Linked DNA regions of Mus musculus: regions 2, 3, 4, 5, 6 and 7 are each linked to region 1. Evidence: chromatin contacts called from public HiCAR-type and promoter capture Hi-C data. All regions are on one chromosome and are shown on one strand. Each heading gives the region's core, a stretch centred on a gene start, on an enhancer-like site or on the middle of the called end of the contact. The rest is flanking DNA. Distances are from core to core; before and after follow the strand shown.

What was found. Promoter capture Hi-C pulls out the DNA fragments that hold promoters and counts their contacts. HiCAR-type assays count read pairs that join an accessible place to other places. Capture Hi-C pulls out chosen DNA fragments and counts their contacts.
Region 2: a contact with region 1 is called in a HiCAR-type map of astrocytes, with 6 times the contacts expected there. The contact joins the promoter of C920006O11Rik here to the promoter of Tmod3 in region 1. A contact is called at or near these places in 2 of 39 promoter capture datasets (hippocampal neurons and pre-B cells) and 1 of 115 datasets of contacts at active chromatin or transcription factors (astrocytes).
Region 3: a HiCAR-type map of astrocytes shows a contact between it and region 1, with 6 times the contacts expected there. The contact joins the promoter of Eef1a1 here to the promoter of Tmod3 in region 1. A contact is called at or near these places in 1 of 39 promoter capture datasets (erythroid cells), 1 of 115 datasets of contacts at active chromatin or transcription factors (astrocytes) and 2 of 9 other capture datasets (adipose tissue and liver).
Region 4: a contact with region 1 is called in a promoter capture Hi-C map of pre-B cells, with 4 times the contacts expected there. The contact joins the promoter of Gsta4 here to the promoter of Tmod3 in region 1. A contact is called at or near these places in 2 of 39 promoter capture datasets (embryonic stem cells and pre-B cells) and 1 of 115 datasets of contacts at active chromatin or transcription factors (astrocytes).
Region 5: a contact with region 1 is called in a promoter capture Hi-C map of erythroid cells, with 34 times the contacts expected there. The contact joins the promoter of Cgas here to the promoter of Tmod3 in region 1. A contact is called at or near these places in 1 of 39 promoter capture datasets (erythroid cells), 1 of 115 datasets of contacts at active chromatin or transcription factors (thymic regulatory T cells) and 2 of 9 other capture datasets (adipose tissue and liver).
Region 6: a contact with region 1 is called in a promoter capture Hi-C map of adipose tissue, with 3 times the contacts expected there. The contact joins the promoter of Pigb here to the promoter of Tmod3 in region 1. A contact is called at or near these places in 3 of 39 promoter capture datasets (embryonic stem cells, liver and pre-B cells) and 1 of 9 other capture datasets (adipose tissue).
Region 7: a HiCAR-type map of astrocytes shows a contact between it and region 1, with 6 times the contacts expected there. The contact joins the promoter of Fbxo9 here to the promoter of Tmod3 in region 1. A contact is called at or near these places in 3 of 39 promoter capture datasets (embryonic stem cells, liver and pre-B cells), 2 of 115 datasets of contacts at active chromatin or transcription factors (astrocytes and embryonic stem cells) and 2 of 9 other capture datasets (adipose tissue and liver).

What each region holds. Positions count from the first base shown.
Region 1 is chr9:75,557,943-75,561,567 of GRCm38.p6, forward strand. It overlaps Tmod3 (tropomodulin 3), which reads right to left and starts at 1,715. Exons shown (of 10, transcript NM_016963.2): 1 at 1,558-1,715.
Region 2 is chr9:78,173,930-78,177,424 of GRCm38.p6, forward strand. It overlaps C920006O11Rik (RIKEN cDNA C920006O11 gene), which reads left to right and starts at 1,985. Exons shown (of 4, transcript NR_040401.1): 1 at 1,985-2,106; 2 at 2,642-2,813; 3 at 3,070-3,164. Rn7sk (RNA, 7SK, nuclear) reads right to left here and starts at 1,704; the gene lies at 1,373-1,704.
Region 3 is chr9:78,479,761-78,483,183 of GRCm38.p6, forward strand. It overlaps Eef1a1 (eukaryotic translation elongation factor 1 alpha 1), which reads right to left and starts at 1,964. Exons shown (of 8, transcript NM_010106.2): 1 at 1,879-1,964; 2 at 751-928; 3 at 481-660; 4 at 92-388; 5 at 1-14. The coding sequence starts at 894.
Region 4 is chr9:78,190,380-78,193,990 of GRCm38.p6, forward strand. Gsta4 (glutathione S-transferase, alpha 4) reads left to right here and starts at 1,587. Exons shown (of 7, transcript NM_010357.3): 1 at 1,587-1,685.
Region 5 is chr9:78,441,089-78,444,658 of GRCm38.p6, forward strand. It overlaps Cgas (cyclic GMP-AMP synthase), which reads right to left and starts at 2,149. Exons shown (of 5, transcript NM_173386.5): 1 at 1,376-2,149. The coding sequence starts at 1,990. It also overlaps a transcript of Mto1 not described here.
Region 6 is chr9:73,038,416-73,041,984 of GRCm38.p6, forward strand. It overlaps Pigb (phosphatidylinositol glycan anchor biosynthesis, class B), which reads right to left and starts at 1,284. Exons shown (of 12, transcript NM_018889.3): 1 at 1,047-1,284; 2 at 208-343. The coding sequence starts at 1,176. Pigbos1 (Pigb opposite strand 1) reads left to right here and starts at 1,303. Exons shown (of 2, transcript NM_001308425.1): 1 at 1,303-1,450.
Region 7 is chr9:78,106,861-78,110,507 of GRCm38.p6, forward strand. It overlaps Fbxo9 (f-box protein 9), which reads right to left and starts at 1,796. Exons shown (of 13, transcript NM_023605.2): 1 at 1,431-1,796. The coding sequence starts at 1,433. It also overlaps a transcript of Cilk1 not described here.

The sequences.
Region 1 (3,625 bases), core at 465-2,964:
GACCTGAACACACATACACCATAGAAGGATAGGATGATCATGGGTTACCTGGCTACCACCAACCTCATTCTAAGATAAACTACAAATGCTGAGAGATGCAAGGCAAGGTCGTTTAAGATTGGAATATGATGGATGGCACGTGTAGAACCAGAGATGGGATTCAGTGTGTGTTCTCACCTTCTGAGCCTTCTCTCCTGGCCCTACTGTCAGCTCTTAATACATTATAGACATGGCCAGACTCGGTGGCTCCGTCTGTAATTCAAGTACTGGGAAGCTGAGGCTTAAAGGCCAGCCTGAGCTACACAGCTCAAAATATCAAAAAGAGATATATATGTGTATAAAATGTGTGACCAGGACTAGGAAGAGAACTAATAAAAAGGAGTCTGAGCAAAGCTATTCTTCTAAAATAATGACAGGTCAATTGATTAATCAATTTAATATGCAAAAAAAAAAACCTATTCCGAAGTTTTTCAGAAAAAGAAACATGAACTGCACTAAATGTCAGAAACCAAAGAAGACTGCTCATAGCCAGCAAATCTCCACAGGCTCATTTCCTGTTTAAGTATGACCTCCTGGGATAAGTTTTACTGCAGTGTTCATTACCAAAGAGATGACTGTGGTTTTTGGGTTTTTTTTTTTTTTTTTTTTTTTTTTTAAAGAGAAGCAGAGGTCAAGTTGGGAATGTGATTCTTAGAAGACAAGAAAGAGGGGGGTGGGTTGGATGGGAGAGTAGAAAGGGAACGTGGGTGGGGTGTGTGTGTGGTAGGATTCGAAAGGGGAAAGGGGATTCTTAAACAGAGAAGAGAGAGGGAAAGAGTCGAGAAAGAAAAGGAAAGTAAAAATTGGGGCTGTTTCCCATTTCTGTTTGTAATCAGAATGCAGACTTGCGGAGGAAACGCATCAACTTCTGTAAGCGAAGATACAACGACCCAGTCACGTCCTCAAAACAAACCCGCATCAGCTTCACAGCTGGCCCCAGCTGTGCTGCACAGGAGCCAGAAACTTATTCTAAGGCAGGGCAGAGCAGATAAGCAAAATGGCCAATGCAAGACACCAGATTTCAATCACAAAAAGGGTGTGTCCCAAGTTTTGTGGGTTTCCTCTCATCCAACAACAGCCAGGCAGCGAGATGAAGGCTGGGGTAGAGGGGCGGCAAGGCAAGGCGCTTCTCAGACAGCTTCCCAGCTACGCCGGTTCCGGAGCACCGGCCGGTCCCAAACCCAGACAGCCAAACCCCAAACCCTACGTAGACAGTCCCGAACTCCAGGAGACCGGTCTCAAATACTAGTGGCGGCCCCGAATCCCAGGCGGCCGGTTCCGAACCCCTGCTGGCCGGCCACAAGTGACTCAACCCCAGCCCAGAGCCTGCGCGCCTGGCCGCGGGCGACACCCAGCACAGCTCGCCGTCCCAGAACGGCCCGGCACCCTCTGCTCTCTAGCGAGGCCCGCGGGCAAGGCGCAGGAAGCACAGCCGCTCCCTTCTTAGTCGCCCAGGCCGGAGCGACCCGCTGCCGCGCCCGCCGACGGACTTCCTGGAAAGCACTGGGCTGAACTCACCTGTCTGGCCGCCGACCCACTGCACAGTCCGCAAGGTTTGAATCGCTCTTCCCGGCGCCCACACTCCGCGGTGCCTCAAGTTCAGGGAGTTGCCGAATCCTCCCGCCAGCTGCCCCTAAACCCGACCGCGCTGTCTGTATTGCTGGTTCCCCTTCACTGTCCCCTCCCACGCGCGTGCGTACTCGTGGGGCAGACTGCATGCTGGGAGTTGTAGTTCAAGGGAGAAGGGTGCGGCTCCATACATACGGACCTGGTCCTTTACAATGGGAAGGGTGTTGTTATAAGAGGGTACAGACACTAGGCTGAGAAAAATGCTTTCTGCTCCTGTATATGTACCTGCCCGTGACCCTCTGGAAGGTAGAAAGCCTATCTATAGGCTTTTTTTTTTTTTTTTTTTTTTTTTTTGGGTAATACATTTCCTTCTTGCATGGTGGGCCTTTTGTAAACAAATAATACAGAGTAAGGCTTTTCTTAATCCCTTGGTTACTAATGGGAGAGCGTGATAATGGGAAAGCCTTTCAAACTTGTCATGGAAGACAGATAAAAGCTAAGGAACTGGGATCGTAGCACAGTTGGTAGGGTGCTTACACAAGCATACACAAAGCCCTAGATTTAATTCCAAATAATGTATAAATTGGATGTGGTGTTACATGCCTGTAATCTCAGATCCCAGCAATTGAAGCAGAGGGAGGGGTACCAGAAGTTTATCAGTCAGTTACATACAGAGTTCAAGGCCAGTCTGGGCTACATGAGGTTTTTTTGGTTTGGGTTTTGTTTTGTTTTGTTTTGTTTTGTTTTGTCTTTTTAAAGCAATTTATGGCAGAAAAGGTCATAAATCGCACCAAGGTGTGGTGCCTCTAACTAAACAAAGGAGTAAAGGTGAGAAGCAGAGATATATTTCATTAATGCACACACCTAGGAAAGGATCAGATAAAGAAGTCAATAAGCCCATATGAGCTTTAGATTTAAGCAGAGCAACTGGGGCAGGAAGCATTCTTGTATGTATAATTGAGCAATCCTGGTCACAATGTGTCCTGGCTGGTCATTCTTTAAGACTGGTTCTGCAAGTTGTTCCCAAGAGTCCCTTTTGCCTGAGGGGGCAATGTCATTCTCAGAGGATAAGTGCTCATGTTCCAAGATGCATCCTCCCCACCATGGATGGGATGGGTAACTGACCATTTTCATGGAATCCAAAGTGACCACAGGTGCCTTTGAGGAGTAATTGTAAAAGCTGACTCTAAGATGTCTCTCATACTTTAGTTTTATGCCTTTATCCTGAAGGACCATGAGAGAAGTCCTTGAATGGTAAATATGTCCACATGCAGAGGTACCTAGGCAACCCAAAACAGGAAGGCAGACACAAAATGAAAGCATAGATGTTAGGGGTTACTCTGTTTTTAGTTATCTTATGGGTCCAAGCAAGGCAGTGGTTTTTAACAGATGCTGTTTCTAATCACCTGGTAGACAGCATGTGCCCATTTTCCTGCTCCATCCCATCTTCCCGTTCCAACTTTGTGTTCTACAACAGGCAGTGCGATTAGGCTAATGTGAGAGAGAGTAAACTGGAGAAGCAACTAGTCAAAGGAGGGAAAGGAGGGGATGGAGTTAGGTGAAGATGACCTTGGAGGACCGTTTAATGATGTTCTGCATAATGGGCATGATTGGCACGGGCATCAGCAGCATGGGCATCTGCATGGGCATCAGCATGGGGCATGGGCATCGGCATGGAGATCAGCATGGGCATCGGCACGGGGCATGGGCATCAGCACGGGCATCGGCACGGGGCACAGGCATCATCATGAGCATCAGCACGGACATCAGCATGGGTAGGAATCGTGTTCTATCTTGATAATTAAAAAAAAAAAAAAGAAAAAAAGCAGCCCAGAAGAGGACTGGAGAGCATGCTTGAGGTACATTCCAGTTACACCCAGAATAGGGAGTCACCCAATGGTTAGTTTCTCCTGGCATCTATTTCTGGCATCTACTTCTTCCTCTCAGGGCGGGAGCACCCCTGGTTAAGTAAACACTCCGGATTTGTGCTGCTGACACTCACTGAATATCACGGATA
Region 2 (3,495 bases), core at 735-3,234, 2.6 Mb after region 1:
ACACATGTGGTGCATATATAAATAAAAATGTTAAAATGCAATAAAAACTAAAAACTAAAAATGATATCGGGGCCTCTTGACAGCCTTGTCCTTGCCAGAAGTGTTAATGAGGGTGCTAATCCCTGATTTTTAGTTAGGGTTACCTTTTGAGGGGGATGGATATTAGTGTGTAGTAATAAACGTGTATTAAGATAAAATTCCTTCTGGTCAAGAGAATAGAACCTGATGAGCTAGTTGGGCCAAGTCAATCACTCAGTGAAAGAACCACTCTAGGGAGTTTACTGTAATTCATGCTAATGAGGCAGAACAATTAGCCTTACAATGAGACATTGTCTTTTCATTTTCAGAATGTCAGTCTACAGGGTCACCAATCTGCCTGCTTTTCTAAATTATACAGAAAAGTGTGATTTCTTCTCTCTTTTCTAATCTAAGCATGCTTCCATAATGCTTGGGCTTCCCCAGCATTTTGGGTCTTCTTACTCTTTCTCTAAAGTTCCCTCTCCCACCATGAAGCCACTTATCCGTGCTAGACTAAATGGGATGACTTTGCTCATTACCTTCTCCATTTTCCTCCTTCAGCAGCTTAAAGTTACAGCCTACCTGTCCTGGGTGTTTGCCTTTTCGAGTGTAATAGCATTTGTCCTAATAACATTTTTTTAAATAAATAAATTTAAGCAGGGACTGGTAAATAGGCTCATGCTCTTATTTCCAGAGTTTGGGAGGCAGGCAGATCTCTAAATTCAATGCTACCCTGGTCTACAGAGAAAGTCCCTGAACAGCTAGGGCCACACAGAGGAAACCTGAAACAAACAAACAAGTAACTAAATAAATGTTTAAAACAAGAGAGAGAGAGAGAGAGAGAGAGAGGAAGGAAGAAGGAAGGAAGGAAGGAAGGAAGGAAGGAAGGAAGGAAGGAAGAAAGAGAGAGGTGGGGTAGAACTGTTCCCAGACAGAATCTTTGTTACGACTGCTTGGAACCTTCACCTGAACTCATATTCTCTCTCTCTCTCTCACACACACACCTTTTAAACATATTTACATCTCTATTTACATCTATTAACATAACAGAATTTTTAAAGATTTAAAAAATTTTTAATTAAAAAAAAATTTTTTTCCTGTCTCTAGCTGCATAGTCGGCCATCAGTGGAAAGAGAGGCCCTTTGGTCGTGCAAACTTTATATGCCTCAGTACAGGGGAATGACAGGGCCAAGAAGTGGGAGTGGGTGGGAAAGCGTGTGGGGGACTTTTGGGATAGGATAGCATTGGAAATGTAAATGAAATAAATACCCAATTAAAAAAATAAAAATATATATTTTTTTTAAGTTAAAGAATAAAATAAAGTTTTAAACGAAAATTAAATTGCAGGAACTACAAAAGAAAGGCAGACTGCCACATGCAGCGCCTCATTTGGATGTGTCTGGAGTCTTGGAAGCTTGACTACCCTACGTTCTCCTACAATGGACCTTGAGAGCTTGTTTGGAGGTTCTAGCAGGGGAGCGCAGCTACTCGTATACCCTTGACCGAAGACCGGTCCTCCTCTATTCGGGGAAGGTCGTCCTCTTCGACCGAGCGCGCAGCTTCGGGAGGGACGCACATGGAGCGGTGAGGGAGGAAGGGGACACCCGCCTAGCCAGCCAGATCAGCCGAATCAACCCTGGCGATCAATGGGGTGACAGATGTCGCAGCCAGATCGCCCTCACATCCGAGAGTAAGCAGGCTCTTGGTAGGTATATAAGGCCATAGAATTTTGTAACTTTACACATGTGGTGACCTTATGTAGCCGACTGTACTTGATATTATAACAAATCCTGAATCCGTTTTAGGGTTAAATAATCCTTTTTATACTCGCTTCGTTCTAAGTTTAAATTAAAATACTTAAATTTAGGATGTTTTTACTGTTAACCAAAATGCTTTGGGGCTATGCAAAATACAACAGTTTGGATTGGTTAAACCTTCCGAAGCCCCGCCCCCGACGGCCATGTCTATTCTACGGCCCGGCTCTGCTCCTGGCCCAGGCGCCCGTGTCCGGTGCGGTCCCATACGAGATGGGTTCTCTGCCTTCGGTGCGTGTCGGCGCCTCTGCCAAGGCGGAGCGGACGGCGAAAGGTAGACCCAGCGCATCTCCAGCTTCACGAGACTCACGCGGCCTTCCGTGGGCCGTAATCGTCTGTCTCCCTCTGTGGCCGAAGTGACACACCGAAGCGAGTAAAAAGCTAATTCCTAGAACAGTGTGATGCACCCGGCCCTCCGTTGGCTTCCCGTGCCCTTTGTAGCTAAATTTGGAAAATCCTGAGTTTCTCAAAGTCCAAGAACTTTATAATGTGCACTGCTAGGCTAATACCTTTACAACGAATGCCCCCCAGCTTCCCTGAATCGGAATGTGAAAGTGACACACTGAAAACCAAGGCTAAGGGTTCTGTCCTTTCTTTCACGTGTTAAAATGGTGGCATCTTTTTAATGCGCGAGGGAAAACGCAACAACAATAATAAAACACTCCTCCCAAATCCTGAACATTCAGTTATGTCCAGAAAATTGGGATGAAGATAGGACTTTGCTTTACCGCTCTGTACTGCGTTCGGGTTTTTTGTTTGTTCGGTTTGTTGTTTGGTTTTTGGTTTAGTTTGGTTCGTTTGTTTTCCAGAAAGGCCGAAAGCCATCGTGACGTCGAGGCACAAGCTCCACTGTCCTAACAGTAGAGGTCGCATGGAGTTCGTGAGACGGGCATTAGCTGCCGCTGGAGCTGTACCCAGCCCACCGTATTTTCACAAATTAGCCAGACAATACGCCTTCTCTTCGCATCACTACTGGTCCGGGTCAGCCATAAGATCCTTCCTGTTAGGGACTTTTCTTTGAACTAAGATGTAATTAACGGGATTCATTACCCCTTTTAAGTTACCCTTGGTTTCTACGAGGGATAACAGGTAATAAGGACAAAGGGAAGTAATGTAAATTTTGTCAGTTTTATTGATTATACACCCTCTAGGTGAATTTTCTGTACCTGCGTTGCACGGTTGGAAGCCTTGTTTCCTGGCCTGCGAGTGCAAGTTTTGCTTTTGTTCTATTCTTCAGCTTCCTGTGGAGATTTTCAGATACAAGCAAACAAAACATTGCATAACTCTGTGTGCAGCCCTTACCCGGATGTGTGCAGCTTTAGGGTGTGCTTGGTATGTCTCCTGCCTCCTCTTGGTTTGTGGGAGTCTTTCCTCCTAACATAGTTTCATATGGGAGTGCCACGATTTGGTATTTATTTCCAACGGGTAAAGGTTATCACACCCACCAAAAAATCTGCAAGGCTTTATCCTCAAAGCAGTCTGTCTCATGCGGAGTTTTTACTAATGTGTCTCGGTGCTGCTCTAAACAAGGTCTGTAGACTTTACACTATGAATAACTTGAGATTTATAAAAATGTTGTAAAGTTGAACCTCAGAGCCCTCAGTCCTCCCGGGTGCTAACGCCTTACATAACCATGATAAACTGAGAAGAAAAGTGTTACTGG
Region 3 (3,423 bases), core at 714-3,213, 2.9 Mb after region 1:
TTGAACCAAGGCATCTAAAACACAGGCAGTCAATTATAACCTCCTTACTTATTGCGGCTTTCTCCATTCAACTACCTTAAAAGTCACTTACATTAGCACTTGGCTCCAGCATGTTGTCACCATTCCAACCAGAAATTGGCACAAATGCTACTGTGTCAGGGTTGTAGCCAATTTTCTTAATGTAGGTGCTGACTTCCTTAACGATTTCCTCGTATCTCTTCTGACTGTATGGTGGCTCGGTGGAATCCATTTTGTTGACACCAACAATCAGCTGTTTCACACCCAGGGTGTAAGCCAGAAGAGCATGCTCGCGGGTCTGCCCGTTCTTGGAGATACCAGCTTCAAATTCACCAACACCAGCAGCAACAATCAGGACAGCACAGTCAGCCTGTAAGAAACAAGACAATCATATACCATTATCTCAGAGAAAGCACCCCACTAAAAAATATCCTGAGTCAGGAATGGGTAAATTTTACACACCTGGGATGTGCCTGTAATCATGTTTTTGATGAAGTCTCTGTGTCCTGGGGCATCAATGATGGTCACATAGTATTTGCTGGTCTCGAATTTCCACAGGGAGATGTCAATAGTGATACCACGCTCACGCTCAGCTTTCAGTTTGTCTAAGACCCAGGCGTACTTGAAGGAGCCCTTTCCCATCTGCAAAGTGACTTCTAATTAGTACACCCAAGACCTAGGTTCTACTCCCTGCTTAAAGAATTCCCATCCCTCCTTTTGCCTTATACTTGCCTCAGCAGCCTCCTTCTCAAACTTTTCGATGGTTCGCTTGTCGATTCCACCACATTTGTAGATCAGGTGGCCGGTTGTGGTGGACTTGCCGGAATCTACGTGTCCGATTACGACGATGTTGATGTGAGTCTTTTCCTTTCCCATTTTTGCTTTGAATTAGCGGTGGTTTTCACAACACCTAAAAAAGGGTTTAAAAGATACCTTTGAACCGCTAAGAAGCCCGAGAATTAGCTCCGCTCAAAACTCAAGGGGACAAATTCCAAAAATGACTTCCAGCGCCAGGCTGGCCTGACTAGTCTCCACCCACCAAATGTGAACAAACTCCAACGCCATTACATCCCCTCCCCCCGCCGCGACTAGCCGTGCTCAAAAGCCCGAGGTGACTATTGCGGCCGATAGGACCACGGGGTCACAGGAAGCAGCAGCCGGTGAGGGACCAGGCCCTCTTCCTTTGTGTGGGTGACTCACCCGCCCGCTCCACCGGGCTGCCGCGTCCTCCATTTTGAGCTCCTTGCAACAGGGCCCGGGAGCGGCCATCTTTCCACGCACGCAACTGGTGCCGGACGGGATGGCCTCACCCTAGTTAGGGAGGCAGGGCAACGCGGCGCCGCCAAGCCAGATCGTGCCGGGTGCTGGGGCCACATGGCCTCGGCACGCTAACCCCAGCCTGGTTGCTTCGGGAAAAACCCCAGGCCTCGCCCCATCCAGGTGGCGTCGGACATGTGCTCCGAAGGCGGGCGGGCCCCAGCCGCCACTCCTGTCCCTCCATTCCTCCCCAACCATGACCTCTCCGGGCTCCGGGCGAGCAAGCCCCGCACCCTCCCTTTGTTAGCCCCTATTGCTGAACGGCAATCGAAGGCAGCAGGGCAACAACAACAACAAAAAAAAAAAGACCAGAGTGCGGCCGGAGTAGCACGCGGCGGCGGCGCGGACACCACGCTAGGCCTCAAGCCGGACACGAGGCGAGGCTACGGGGTTGCCGCTAGGCCTCGCACTCTGCCTCCCGCGCCGCCCGCAACTCGAAGCGGGAATGCTCGCAGCTAATCCCCGCCGACGACAGCGGGGCCCGGCCCGCTCGGAGCAGGACCTCCAGCTCGGCGGCCCGCGGAAGCCACACCCGCCCCTCACCTGCGTTCTGACGGCAAACCCGTTGCGAAAAAGAACGTCCAAGGCGACTGCCGCACTTATATACCGTTCTCCCCCACCCTCGGGAAGAGGGCGGAGCCAGCACACGACACCGCTTTCCCAGTTTGCCCCGCGCCAGCTCCCCGGTCCTCCCCCCCATCACCCCCCCCCCCCCCGCTCAGTGCGCCCCTCCCCCCACGACCAGGGTCTATGAGCTTGTGTGCTCTGCTCTCCCCGCGCTCAGCCCTGAGCGCATGCTCCTCGCACTGTGGTGGGGCGGGTACCGGGATTATGGGTTATGAGAATTTAGCGACGGTCCCTGGGACTTCCCCAGGCGAAGGCGATCCCTCCTTTTGTATGAATTACTCTTGGCCCTAGCGGAGGGTGGGGCGGCGAGAAGCTGGCCAAGAGGGCGGCCAGAATCTATCCCTACTCTTCCTTACTCCGCTGCCAAGGCTGTGTCAAGATCCGGGTGTCCCTTCCCACGGAGGCCACCTCCCGACGTCAGCCCCGCTATCCTTCTGTTCGCCTCCCGCAGCCCATGCTCTCCTGGCTGGGAGAGGAACACAATGTTGGGGACCCTTCCCGGCTCTAGAACCCAAGGGCTTAGCTCAGTAGCGGAGAGCTCGACCGATCTGCCCCTGGGCTGGCCCCTTGGTTTATTCCATCCAATGCCGGTTGATTCTCTGGAAACCTGAAGCGGCCTTCACACCCCTAAGGGTTCAGTTCAGAATATGCTTCAATCCTACAGTTAGCTTTACTTTGATTCTAGGTTTGTTACACTAAAAAGATTGTATGTGTACATGTGTATGTACAGCCATTTGATTGAACATGAGAAACCTGAAAATAATCTAATCCACCCCACATGGTCTCATCTAAATACCAGCATCAGCAATCTCCCAGCGCCCATCCCTAACACTTGTGAAATCACTGCTTCTCAAAAATGGCTTGCCTTGTTAGTTACATCCCTTTCTTTGCTGCAATTCTAGCGATCATACCAGCATTGTTTTGTTATTGAGACAAGGTCTCTCTTTTTTAGCCCTGGCTGCCCTGGAATAGGTAGTAGACCAGGCTGACTTCAAATTCACAGGAATCCGACCTGGACCTGCTGGGATTAAAGCCCTGGCCATTTTTAAATGCCTCTCAGAGCAGGCACACAGAAGTGTTTCTCAGAGGAAAGAAGAACTTCTTTGTTTTGTTTTTTAATGCTAGAGATGGAAAAAGAATTATTTTGTAATGGGATATGGGGTGCTGGAGATGGAACCCTAGGGTGTCTATCACCAAGTTACAGTTCCTAGCTCAAAGATATCCTATCTGATTATCCATCATTGGATCTCCTCTCCCAGGTGTACAACATCACTTCCCAGTTACAAACATTTGATGTTCTTGCACCAACCTTACTAGGAGCATTTGAGGGCCTCTGTCTAGTGTTCACAAAAACACACAGGATTTGCAAAGGAACTATTTGTTTCTGGGGAAGAGTTCCACAGTCAAGGGAAAAACTTAAATATAAAACAATTTGGAACCAGTTCAAAGCAAATTTACATG
Region 4 (3,611 bases), core at 337-2,836, 2.6 Mb after region 1:
CCTCATCATCCTACCAAGATTCTTTGCCACAACCAAATCAAAACCTGCTCTCACCTTTAAGAGTTAAGATGATTGATCTACAATTAAATTTGATTTAATCCCAGCAAAGGCAGGCAGACCTCTGTAAGTTTGAGGCCAACCTAGTCTAGGGAGCAAATTCCAGGGCTGCCGGGCTAGACCAGAGAAAGCCTGTCTTGGGGGGCCGGGGGTGGGGGTGGGGGCAGAGAGCAGAAAAAGGAAACTTAGTCAATATGGAAAAAGAACAGGGATCCAGGCATCCAGGGACACACCCATCTTCCCCACCTCAAGTCCATCTTCCAGGTACTGAAGTGAGTTCAGAGTTTAACCAGAGAGCCTCAGGCACGCACATCTAAGCGGTCCTGGTCTAGGCAGTGGTCACGTGTGCTCACTGCTTTTCTGTGCTTCAGTCTCATCTTGTAAGACGTTCTGACTAACTCTTAGAAACTGTGCCAAAGGAATGTTTCCCAGGAGACAAGATCCCCCTCTGACTGGATTCCTGGGGAGTGTCCCTTTTCTTTGAGGTCCATTGTTTCCGTAGTCTGATAGTCGGACTGAGAGACACAAAGTGTCTCTTTTCAAATGTATTTTTGCCAGCCTGTTACAGAAACGTAAGCCATTTTGCATTGGGGCAACTGGTTTGAGGGGCAGCACTTTTAAAGAGGTGATAAGGTGGATGAGGGCTCCGCTGTCACGAGTGAATTAATGTCACTGAGGAGCGGGTTAGGTACTGAAGAACTAGCTTGCCTCAGTTTTAGGCTTCAAAGCCGTCCTACAGTAAAGACAAACTAGGTTTATTCCTGTTCATGACTGTACCTCTGTTTCTCAAAGGCAGAGCTATGCCCCACCTGTAACCTTAACTACAAACGGTTCTTGATGGGCTGCCTATGACTGTTCCAGGAATGGCGGTCATGCCTTTTTAACCATCTGCCCCATTCTACAGGGTAAAATGAAAGGGGAAAAAATTCTTTAAGGAGAAAGAGAGGGAGGGGGCAAAGTTTCCCATTCATCGGGAGTCCACCCCTAAGGTGAATGCACGAGCTTGCCGCTTTCTCTCTCGTCAAGGGAGGGCACACTTTTTTTTTTCTTTTATTTTACCCCATCCTCAGCAAGTGAAAGAAAGCCCCTCAATTTTGGCTTGCCCAACCTCCAGAACTGTACGTCTCTAATTTGTTTTCAAAAATAAAGTCTTGAGTGTCTATTTTAGCATCACAAGAATGGACCACAGCACGATGCTCCCAGTCGCTGATTCCTCTCTACTGTACTTTTGTTGGCAATGAATACAATGAATTCACAAATCTGCAAGCTCTAACCTTTCAATAGGTTGATGTTATAGTTATTTTGAATACAGTGCATTTATCTGAACTGCTTATATTACTGGGTTCCCCCGTAGAGAATGTAAACACTTCCAGCACAGGAATCGGAGTCCTCGCGTCAGCACCCCCAAAGAGTGTACTCAGTAATGAGTCAGCGAAAACTTTTAGAGCAAACCTGTTCTTCTCCCCGGGAAACAAAGCGTTAACCAACGTGCCTAGGGGGCGTGTACATTTCTTAAATGTTCAATGGCTGGTGGGCGGAGCTTCCAAAACGACCTGCAGGACGGTGAACTTTCGCTCGCAGAACCGCTTCTTTCCAGTGCCTGGAGACAACAATCCCACAAGAATAAGGTGAGTGAGTGCGTACATGTGTGTGCGTGCGTGTGTGTGTGTGTACTCCTCTTGCACTGAGTAGTTACATAATTTTGCTAAAGCTACAGTTTATAATCCGCAATTGTTTTAACTTTGTGATTTATTTGCTGTTCACTATCTCAAAGCTTGTTTAGGCCAAATAAAAGGCACAAATTTTTTCTGCCTAGTAGATGAGCGGTTGGTATGGTCTAAAGGTCTTGGTAGGGTTCGTTTTCTCTGCCATTTAAGTAATTAAAAGGCAGGAGGAATTTCAACTGCAACAGATAGCAGTGAAGAAATCTCAAACCCTGCAGACAGGAGCAGAGACTCAGCAGCTGAAGAAGGGGGCTTGCTGGAGGCAAGCAACCACCCACATGCAGCAGACACACAGAGAAAAGATCTGCAACACTGAAGCCACAAAATCTAAAAATCCCCGATCTCTTCTCGAGGGCTGGATTTGTTTGTTTGTTTGTTTGTTTAGTCTCTGAAGACCCCCCCCCCCCAATATAGGGTAATCACTTTAAAGAAAAGAAGTTTCTCTGGCCTGTGACTCTCGTGTAAACCAGCCCTAATCCAGATGGCCTAGAAGGTGTTGAGTTAGTCCCTCAGCAGTGGCCTGCTGCTGGGAGGTAAAAGCCTGCAAGGCCCTGGTTTTAAGGGGCCAGGCTTTTGTCTCAGCCTGGAGGGTATAGAAGAAGCCAGCCATCTTGGAAGTTCATCAGGTTTCTTACATATCCATGGCCCCTCTCCCTGTCTGTCTAACTTCTAGTCTCTCATGATTCTGAAGAAAATAGCAAATGGACATCTATCCAATGGACACGCGTGCGTTGTCTGTGCACAGCTTAAGTATGACTGGGCACACCAAAACACCCTCACACATTATAACTTCAAAAGTTGAAGAGACCTGAGAAACCTGCACATCAAATCCTACACTCTCCTGGCCCTGTGTGGAGTCAGAGCAGTTAGCACTCCCTCCCTGTGACGATGCTCGTGTGTGTGTGTGTGTGTGTGTGTGTGTGTGTGTGTGTGTGTGTGTGTGTGTGTGTGTGTGTGTGTGTGTGTGTGTGTGTGTGTGTGTGTGTGTACGTACTCGGGAGCGCAAATGCCAGCCTTGGGAACAAGAAAGCAGCATCCCGTAGCCTCCCCTGAGACTCATACCCCCTTTTGATTAACAACCAACTTTTCTCAGGTGCAGATGGCTCCTGCCCTCGAAGGAAACAGAACCCAATACCCTTGAAATGATAACAGCCCACTCTTAGACTATGAAAAAGAGACAATTAAGTGTTCCCAGACAGCTGTGGCCAGTTGTAAAACTACACCAGCTTCCTATAGCACAAGGTACTTTTCCCAGGTCGGAAAGGTTCCTTTCCAGCTGCACGTTCCGCCCCGCTGTCAGAACAAACCTGATATCAGGTTTGAAGAGCAGAATTCCTTTACCCTCTCATGGAATGCCAAGGCTTGGAAACCCGGCCTGCAGTTTTTTCCTTTATAAACCCCCTTCACTTAGACCTGGGGGTTCACTCTCTTTCCTGTTTCATCAGGAAGGTTGGTGGCCCAAGCTCGAGCTTGAATAAAGACCCTCATGCAATTATAGCAGGTTGTGATTCCTGATGGTCTCTTTGGGGTTTTTACAATCTGGGCACAACAAAGTAAATACATAAGACTTTTTTTTAAAAAATGATTTTATTTGTTTACAGTTCAAATGATATTCCCCTTCCCGGTTACCCCTCCACAACCCTGCCATCCCACCCCCCTCTGCCCCCTCCCCTTTGCCTTTATGAGGGTGCTCCTCCACCCATTCACCTACCCCCGCCCCCCGACTGTTCTAGCACCCCCCTGAGCTGGGGCATCAAATGTCCACAGGACAGAGGGCCTCCCTTTGATATCAGATAAGGCCATCCTCTGCTACATAAGTATCTGGTACCA
Region 5 (3,570 bases), core at 899-3,398, 2.9 Mb after region 1:
AGGTCAAATTGACTCCAGATAAGTACTGCCAATCAATAACCTGCTTCCCTCCCCTACCTGTGTATTCCTGAGGGGGGATCTAGTCCCCTTTCCCTGGTCCTGGGAGCCCCACCCCAACTACCAAGACCATGGGCCTAAAGGTTTCAAATGTACACCCAAGAAAATTTCTTTTTCTCCCTAACCTCCTTAACTTTATCTTCTGCTCCTATCTGTTATTAGCATCCCAAATCCAGAACAGTCCCACAACCTGGACAGCAAGTTACACAGCCTGCTCTTCTCAGACTTGGTCAGCATTCCAGTTTTGAACCCCTTCCCTGATCATGGCACCCCAATGTCAGCAAAGTAGCCATAGACAATTGCGAGGCCCCTTATTCATTTATTATCAACAAAAGGCTGAGGTGTCTGGATTCAGATCCAGGTGCGCATTTAACCAAAGCCGACCTGGCCTCCAGGTTCTCCCAGGTCCCTCAGTCCCTACCTGTTACAGAGCATGGCTAGCATACTTCAGCCTCTGCCCTGAACCTTTCAGCCAAGGGGCTGGGCTTCCCCTCCGCCAGAAGCAGCTCTTCTCTATATAATGTGGGCATTTTGTGCGCTCTCTCTCGCTCTCGCTCTCTCTCTCTCCCTTCCTTCCCTCCCTTCCTTCTCCCTCTCCCTTTCTCCCCTCTTCTCTCTTCTCTCTCTTCCTCCTTCTCTACCCAACTCTGCCTCTCTGTATGTTCTCTCTCCCTGCGTGGGCACACTCTTTCTCTCTCTCTCTCTTCCCTCTTCCCTCTGTCTCCCTCCCCACAGTGACTACCCTGGCCTTTTTCTTAGGACCAGTGAACCTGCCCAAGAGCAGCTTTCTAATAAACCTGCCTTAATATATTTTAATTTGGCTTGAATTGGCTCATTTCACTAGCAGAGAATAGCTATCACCATCATCTTCAGGAACTCAGCCGGGCCTACTCTCCGAAGAGCATTAGAGGTAGGCTTGTAGATGACGTTCGCTCATAGGGGGTGCGACAATGTCAACGGACCCTCACTTGAGTACCCAGCCACCTCTCCCAATTAGTTGTATACAATTCTGCCCTAATTGCAGGCGGTCCCAAAGTCTCAGGGATGGACTAGATTCAATCTAGAGGCTATAGTTGGGGAAGGATTAATAAAGATGACTCCCCTGCGACTACTTTAAGGTCACCTGTCCCATCCCTCCAAAGCAAACTAACTAGCTATCAATATTGCTTGCTGTGAGCTAACTGGATGAATTAAAAAAAAAAAAAAAAGACTGGGGTGTTCCAAGGGAGGGGGGCCCTAAGAGTGTGGGACCCCCAAACAGCTGAGGAGGCAAGTGAGGAGTGGGGCCGGAGCCCCTCCAGCAGGTCTTGACGCTCACCTTCACATGTTCATAGTAGCTGCCAGTGTTCAGCTGCTCCACACCTTTGAACTCCGACTCCCGTTTCTGCATTCTGCGCAGCAGGCGTTCCACAACTTTATTCACCGTCTCGGCCGCCTCCGAGATATCTTTGCGTTTCAATCTCAATTTGTCCAGCACCTTCTTTAGCTTGTCCGGTTCCTTCCTGGACCCTCGCGGCGCTCTGGGCTGCCCGGTGGAGCGCGCGCCCCTTCTGTGGCTAGGTCCCCTTACGACTTTCCGCGCCTCGGGATCCGCGGGCGGCTGGGGCTCCCGTACGGCGGGCAGCTCCGGATCCAGGATGGCCTGCTGCTGGGGCACCCGGACGGCAGGCCGCGCGGTGGCTCCTGCCGCGTCCATGGCCGAGGGCTGTGCATCTTTGGTGAGCTCAGTGGCCCTTGCTGGATGCACTCGGGGCCCTGGGGCACGTGGCTTCTCCGTGGTGTCCCCGTCACGCTCCGCCCGCCGCGATCGAGCCCCCCTTTGCGGGCCGCAGCTTTCCGCGTGGGCCCTGGTCCTGCTGGGCTGCGTCGGGGCGCGCTTCGCGGACGGCTTCTTAGCGCGTGGCGCCGTCGTCCTTCTACGCGGATCTTCCATATCTGCCGCTCTTCGGTCCGGGAAAGAATAAATCGACTTCGAAGAAAGGCCGCGAAAAGGGGAACTCTCAGTGGCCGCTGGAAATGAAACTTAAATATATGGCGGGAACGTAGCCGGTCAGTATCCGCCGCGAGCAGGCGCAGGAGCACGCGTGAAGTCAGCGCCAGGAAGAGGCGGTCCAAGAGATGCGAACTTTTTCACCAGTGGGGACCAGCAGAGCCACTAGCTGGGGAACCACCCACTGAGCCACTGGCCGGGAAACCTCTCCTTTACCGCACAGACGCGGAAACCACTGACAGCTCAGATGGCTAGATTTGCCGCCTACCACCAAGATGTGTTTCAGGACACTACTGTCTCTCGTACATTTGTAGTTGATAAACAACTTTTTTATGTAAACTTTTTTGTTGTTTTTTGTTTTTTTTGTTTTTCGAGACAGGGTTTCTCTGTGTAGCCCTGGCTGTCCTGGGACTCACTGTAAACCAGGCTGGCGTCGAACTCAGAAATCCGCCTGCCTCTGCCTCCCAAGTGCTGGGATTAAAGGCGTGCGTCACCTCGCCCGGTTTATGTAAACTTTAAATCAAAATTTACTGTTCTTGTTAATGAGAAATAGAAACTCACTGAACCTTTTCAAGTTAGATTTAACTGCTTGGAATTAGTATTTCAACTTATCTTTCTAAAAAGCACACCGACTCTTAAAGAACATATTCAAAGTGCCTGTGTGAGTTTCATGAGCAGCACGGTGTAAGCCATCCTGATTTGGCTGCTGAGATTCCGTAGTCCTTTAATGCAGACTTTCAGAAAGCGATTTCTAAAGTCGGTCTCGTCAACAGTGGCTGCTTCTTTTAAAGTTGTTCTTGGCGGAACTCATTTTGCCTTCCACTGTGCTAACAAAAACAAAAACCTGTCTTCTGAAGATTTACATGGCTCAGAACAACACTTAGTTTTCAACTAACATCAGAATGTTATAATAATAACATTACTATATTCCACACCTTATTATGCAATCCTGTGTGTCCCTTAAAATAAAGCTCAAAAATTGCTGCTCTGTGTAACTTTTTGTAAAGTGTGTGTGTGTGTGTGTGAGTGTGTGTGTGTGTGTGTGTGTGTGTGTGTGTGCGCGCGCGCACGCGCGCGCGTGTGTATGTACCATATATTATGAGATACATGTAGCCTGAATAAAAAGACACCGATCAGTGTGCTGCCATCCTATTGACCCTGCAACTCTCTTCCCTCCTTCCTGTCAATGCCTGTACATGAGTTTTCAAAATGGGAACTTGTCTAACAAGCATTCGCTTTTGAATGGCAAGTAGACACACCTGGGAATGGAAACGCTGCCTACTTTGCAGAAATACACTTGAGCAGGAGACCTCTCTGTGAGGTCTTGCCAGTAGAGTGGCATTCTCCATTATTAGTCTCAGCACTAGGGAAGCAGAGGCAGTAAGCTGGAGATCTACAGAGCTAGTTCTAAAACAGTCAGGGCTATACATCGAAACCCTATCTGGAGGAAAAGAAGAAGAGAAGGGAGGGAGAGGAGGAGGAGGAGGAGGGTGAGGAGGAGGAGGAATTAAAAAGAAGAAAAC
Region 6 (3,569 bases), core at 34-2,533, 2.5 Mb before region 1:
TGCCTATATTTTCTTTGTGTGTGTGTGTGTGTTTTTCTTCTCTGTCAAGTCTGTGTCAAAGGGAGACATACGGTAACTATCAGCACACAACAACAGCATACTTGGTTGAGCTGAAATTATTCAAAGAATTACTGAAAAGATATAATCATGAACTGAGCTCCTAAGATGAAGACACACTCAGAGTGGAAAAGAAACCATAAAGGATATCTGAAAACCATGCGGTGTGCAACTTCGAGGGACTGCCAGTATTCATCAGGAACAAAGCTTGTCTGCACTAAGAAGCAGTTAAGTATTCGCAGAGCGATGGTAAACAAGACCAGGTAAGTGTTTTCTCCAAGAAGACCTGGAAAGCAAATCAAAGCAGTAAGTGTGGCATAAAAGTGAGCGAGTTCCCCCCACCCCCCAATGCCACATGCCCGGTGCACTGGCTCCCTCTCTGTTAACACCTTCCACAGCACTCCACTGAGCTAGCTGAGGCACTAGCTCAGGGGTGGAACTCTTGTCTAGCTTGCTGAGGCCATGGAGTGTTTTCTATTCCCTAGCAATCTGTAGGGAATAGAAAACAACCCACGAACACCTCCCCCCACCGCAAAAAATAGATACAAACCCCACTAAAGAACACACAACGCACACACACACACAATTTGTTAACCACTGGTGAGTCTGAACCTGTTTTACTTGTGAGGATGCTAAGGTTCAGAAACTGCTTTGCCCAACACAAAAATACTGTTACTGACTAGGTAGTCGGTCGGCTGTTTCCAAAGTTTGCTTTTCCCAGTGTGCAGGCAGCCTGTATTTTCGCTTTAGTTACCAACAGTGGTGGTGCTTGGAGGTAGGGAAAGATTTTATGTGAAAATCTGTATGCCAGGTGTGATGATGTGACATCACCACACAGCACTGGGGAGACTGATGCAGGAGGATTGAGACACGTCTAAGCACAGTCAGCACAACACAGCGAAGAGACTGTGTTCAGCGAGCCTGAGCTCATTGCCACCACGCTGTGTAGTCCCAGGTGCCCCGAGCTCTGCCGTGAGCCCGGCACTCACCACGGCGCGGAGAGCGTTTCTCCTGCGCGCTCACGTACTGCCTGGACTTCCTCCTCCGCAGCTTCATTTCTCCCGAGCTGCCGTGGAGATTGCGGGAGGCCGGGTTATAGTCGGCGGCCTGGGACTCCATCCTCCCCGGCTACCTGCAGCCCACGGTGCCCGCCCCTCACTTTCTTGTAGGCGGACACATGCCACTAAGATTGGGCCCCGCGAGCCGCCGTCCCTTCGCTGCTCCGGCACTACCGCGGCAGGAAGTGCTGCCGGAAGCGGATGAGTCTCCGGGTGGGTCAGGAGCAAACCTCCCTGACCAGTGTTCAATGCTGGAAAAGACAAAAATAAAGATTCTGGATTCTTTACTCCGCCTGACACACCTCGCACAGCGCCCGCCGAGGAGGCGCTCGGAGGTAACAGAGCAGAGGGAGGCAGTGCATCGCTGAGGACCAGCTCCCGGGTGACCGCGGTGCTCATCCCTCACGCCACGTCCTCGCGTGGGAAGTTTCATCACGGTTCTTACAATAATAGGAAAAAGTTATAACTCAATGAATTTTTATTATCAATTTTTTACCACCCCAATGGATTTCTCTATCCCTAATTATCTATTTTCTAATCAACTTTTTATTTTCTGGAGTCGATCTCACTATGTAGATCAGACTGGCCTTGAACTCGGGAGAATTACCGTCTCTGCCTCATGAGTGCTGGGATTTAATGCCTAAGCCACCACACTCTGTCTCCTCTTATCTTTGTGACAGGGCCACAGTCTTATATAACCGTGGCTGGCCTGGAACTTGCTGTGTAGACCAGACTGGCCTCAAACTCCTGCCTCTGTCTTATGGATGTTGGGATCAAAAGCATGGGCCATCATGACCAGCAATCAAGGCATTTAAAAAATTAGTTGGTGGGGGCTGGAGAACTGGTTCAGGGCTTAAAAACACTGACTGCACTTGCAGAATACCCATATACTAGCCTGGTGTCTCCGAGGGTACCAGGCATGCGTGCTATTGCAGATACATACATGAAGACGAACACCCATACACATAAATTGTCTTTTGTGTGGTCAACTGTATAATCCAGGAGAAGACATGCTTTTCTTTCCTCGGCGAGCTTAAATTATGCCTGAGAACTATTTAGGGCAAGCTCCTTACAGTACAGGAAGGAGTTGCTGATTATTTTTGTGACCTGAGGCTTGGATTAAGGATCCATATCGGAGTCCAGAAAGTGTGTGGCTCCTTCCCTGTGCTCTCTTCATTCACAGCCTCTGACCCAGATGCTGAGGGGGTTGACACGGAAAGTGCTGTGTTGTTCATTTGTCACTTTCTACTGTTTTCAGTTGTTGGATCGAGAAGCAAAATCTTCTACACCCCCACCCCATTTTTCTCAAAGAAGGCATGCAAATGATTTGCGTTTGATTTCTCCTAAAATATCAAAAGAACTCAACATAATTTGCTTTTGCTTTTTTTGAGATAGGCTCTTACTATGTAGCCTTGGCTGGCTTGGAACTCAGCTCTTTAGACCAGACAGGCCTCAGACTCACATAGTCTCTGCCCACACCTGGTGCTGGAATTAAAATCCTGCACCACCACACCTGGCTCAGTGAAGTTTTACAGCCTCTTAAAAATCGCTTTTGTCATACAGCTTGCTTAAAAGAGTTACAGCTACTGCAGAAGGCATAGTGAGGTCACTTGTCCCCTCTCTCTATCATCCTTTAGAGGAAGCTTAAACAGAGACACTCACTTCTGAGTCCTTTCGGGCACCTCTTGGAGAAAAAGTATTAAACGACTTGAAAGCCGTCAGCCATCCCTTCCCCTCCTTTTGCCATTTTGAAAATTACCAGTTTAAACGCTCTGAGAAGACTTCCAGCAGCCATGTTAGTGGCGCACACCTGTCATCCTAACACTGGGGTGGTGAAGGCAGAATTGTAATCTAGAGCAGCCTGCCTATCATAAAGAACCAGAACAAACACTCAAATGCAAAATAACTCACAGGCAAATACACACAAAATAACTCACAGGCAAATACACACAAAATAACTCCCTGGGAACATCCCCTGATAGAAGAGGATGCATCTCTGTCTCACACCACCCTCAAACTTGCATTCCCTATAGGTTCCTTTTTAAGGTTTTTATTGACTTGTTCTCCGAGAACCTGTTATGGAATCCAGACTGGCCGCCAACTGGCAGTGCAGCCAGAGGGTAACCTTGAGTTCCTGATCCTCTTGCCTGGACCCAACTGTTGGGAATATGAGCATGTGCTACGATGCCTGGAAGAAATAACAATTTTAATATAAAATATGATTTTTAACTACTGACAACCTAATTGAGATTTTAGAAAATATCCCATAGTAAGCCTATGTGCTGTCATGCTACCCTTATGTATTTATTAGTTAGTGATTCTTGGTTTTTTTAAAGATTTATTTTATGTACATGGGTACACTGTAGCTGTACAGATGGTTGTGAGCCTTCATGTGGTTGTTGGGAATTGAATTTTTTTAGGACCTCTGCTTGCTCAGTCCCAAAGATTTATTTA
Region 7 (3,647 bases), core at 546-3,045, 2.5 Mb after region 1:
TTCCCACATCACTACTCATCACTGAGGAAATCAGGGCAGGAACTCAAACAGGACACAATGGTGGATGCAGGAGCTGATGCAGAGGCCATGGAGGTGTGCTGCTTACTGACTTGTTCCTGCATGGCTTGCTCAGCCAACTTTCTCATAGATCCCAGGACCGGCCTGCCAAGGGATGGTACCACCCACAAAGGGCTGGGCCCTCCCCATCAATCACTAATTAAGAAAATGCCCTGCAGGCTTGACTGCAGCCTGATCTTTCGGAGACACTTTCTCAGGTGAGGCGTGCCTTCCTCTCAGATGACTCTAGTCTGTGTCAAGTTAACATAAATCTAGCACACACTTTAAAACATTAATTTAAGGAGAGGGAGAGAGGGAGGGAGAGAGAGAGAGATCTGTAAAGAGAATTAGTGATTCTGAATTCTGGGTCATCTTTTCAGATGTGATTAAAAGTTTATCACAGATCACAGTTAATAGGTTTGCTAATATTGAAGATCTGGTACTGCACCAAACCCCACACCATGCCAGGCTAGTCGGAGGCTCAAAAATAACTAGTTGAATACAGAATGCCTATCTCAGAACAGAATCCATTGTTAACCTTGATTTTGACAGTAGGAACTGGAATTTTACTACATTTAGTCGATTTTAATCCCACTTGAAATAAGCAGGAGCTTAGTTAATCATCAGTATTTTCATAGTTGAAAATTACTCAAGCATCATGGTATAGTTTAGTGGGTTAGTTTCTTCGCAGATGAGATTAACTGAACATAAAGAAGGTTAAGGGCTTAATCGTGGTTTGAGGACTACTTTTGAAAGTTTAGAAGAAGAATCAATTAGTGTGTTTTCTGTGCACCAGACTAGTTTCATAAAATAAACCGTTGCAGCCAATTCATGTTAAAAAAAAAAAAAAAGCCACTTGAGTGTTCTCCCAGTCAGTCTGGTATCTTTCATTCTTAAATCATCCAGCCCTAGCCGGAAACTAGTTTCTTAAGTCACTGCAGAGCCTACATACTCCATGCAACAGTCCCGTGAGACCGGAGCTGTCACACATGGAGCTTGGCGCAGTCTCTCCGTCCGCACAGCAGAGAAGCGGCTTAGGCCCTCGCTATCAAGAAACTTGGCAAGAATCCCTCCAAGTCCAGTTTGCCAGCACTGCCTGCGAATATCCTACCAGGGCCACTGACACCTCGAGGGCGTGCGTCCCAAACGTGGAGCTCCCGAAATCATCTATGGGCCGGGCTGCCAGAACAGAAGCGATCAACAAGTGTCACCGCTTGCCAGGGCCACCTCCCTTGTGCAGAAGCCAGGACAGGTCACCTGAGACCCGACTCCCAGCTCGGACAGTCTGGAGTGACCGAAGCGGGCCTTTCCTCGGCTATCCGTCAAACCCTGCCCTCACCACCCGGCCCTTGCTGCCCTCCCTCCTCGGTTACCATGCTGGCCGGCGGCCGGCCCAGTCGAGGGGCTTCCCGCGCCCGGCTCCCGGAGGGGTGGCGGCTGCCCGGTGTCTACTCCTGCCCGTCTGCTGCAGCGCGGCTTAGCAGAGTTCTCGGTCGGAGAAGCGCACCAGGCAGCGGCAATAACTGCGGGCCCGGCGTACGGCAGCCATTTTCGCGGGACAGGGGGCCGGAGGCAGGCGCGCTGCGGCGGCCGGGGACTCGAGCTGCGGAGGGGTCGCCGGTCGCCAGCGGAGGCCGAGCACCGAGCGAAGAGCTGAGCGTCGGCCCAGCAGGAGACGTCTGGACGCAGCGGCGGAGCTGCCTGCTCTGCTGCGGAAACTGCGCCGCCGCGCCGCGCATGCGCAATGCCGTCGTCGCCGTCGCCGCCGCCTGCTTGGCTACCAGCCACCCGTCGCGAGCTAGGGTGATGGGCCTACTGTGTGCAGCCGTCGGTGGAGCTAAGCTGGCCCGCCTCACTCAGCCCGCCTGTTTGATGCTGAGAACACCCAGGCAGGAAGGAGCAGACGTTAGCTCAAAATGTTTGAACCTGAATTTGGAGTAGAGCCCCCTGAGTCGATCCTAATTGGACATTAGGGGACAGTACTTTAGGCGCCCTGGACACTGGGTGCCCTGTCAGAATGAGAAAAGAGAGCGAAAACTCAACAATCATTGAACCCCACAGACTCTGAACCGAAGAAAACGTACGCTCATGTGTGCAGCCGGAGAGTGGTAACAGCCAACGCAAGTCACGTCGAACTACAGATCCCACAATACAACGGGGGAAGGACGGCCCTTTTCAAGGCCTGAAACCCGACTCCTGAAGGAGTGGACACTACAAGGGACGCTGGGATTTGTAGTCAAATGTTCCACGTTGAGCCGGAACTTACACCCACCCACCCCCAACCCGGTGCCACTTCTTACAGTCCAAACATCCGATTCCACGTCAATAGAAGGCACTTGGATTGCACATTTTAGAACTTTTTCACCTACAGGCATATGCTAGCAAAACTTACGGGCTTCCTGGCCTCTGACAGACATTTAGACAACATTTATTGAGTTTCTGTAAGTGTTAGAACCTAACAGCCAGGACGCTACATTCACCCGACTTCACAGAACTTAAAATTTTATTGTGCTACTTTATTCTGGAGCTCAGAAATGAAGTACGTCTTCGGCAAAGACATGGAGGTAAAAGGGGAGGGGTGCAACTTGATTACAGTAAGAAATTGCAAATCCTGTGTATGTTGTCTATTTAGTTAGTTTGTATTCCACTGAGTCCAGTTAATGCTGGAATATTGCCTTATCTTTTGGGCCTGATTTTGTAGAAATTATCATAATTTCAGTAGGCTGATGAATACACCTGTCGTGACATATCCAAAAGACAGCATCTCGGAACACTCTTTCCTGTCCCCGGGCTCTTACATTCTCTCCACCCCATCTTCTTTAATGTTCCCGGAGCTGGGGGCTGGGGAGTGGATATAGATATGTCCCATTTAGGGCTGAGCACTGTCACCTATTCTCGGCAGATTTTGTAAATAATGGAATCCACCTCTAGGTGGAGACTGTCCTTGGCTCCTCCCTTATAGACTAATCTAGTGGGATATAGGTCAGGGACTTGGCCCATGGGATTACCCCTAGGAAGGTGAAATCAATTTAAGACAATGTCATTTTTCTTCCAGAATCTAGGGTGTCATTCCCTAGAAGCCACCATGAGATTCAGGCAGAACCAGGTAAACTTTTTCTAGCTAGAGACCAAGAATGCTTTTACATTCCTTAACTAAAGCTTTGAGCTTCCTTGTCCTCCGAAGTTCCCCTTCCGGTCGTGTTCCACGCCTGTTTCTCTGCTTCAGTCTCATCCTCCTGGCTGTTTCCCGTTTTACAACTCGCCAGTCCTAGTTTTCCTAGTTCTTGAGGTGCTGTCTGTGTCCAAATTTAAATTATTTTATTAATGAGACTAAGAACCCTGGAAGGAGGCTTCTATTTCCTCGGAATCGTATGGTGGCTCTTCGGGGACTTCCCCGAGATTTCTTAACTGCCTTTTAATTCCTTTCTTTAAAAGACTTGCTTACTGTTACTTCTGTGTGTGTACGCTTGTGTAAGTTTATGTGCCACCATGAGTGTGAAGGTTCCTAAACAGGCCAGAAGGTATCAGGTCACCTGCAACTGGACTTAGAGGTGATTGTGAGCCATTTCACATGGATTCTGGAAACCTAA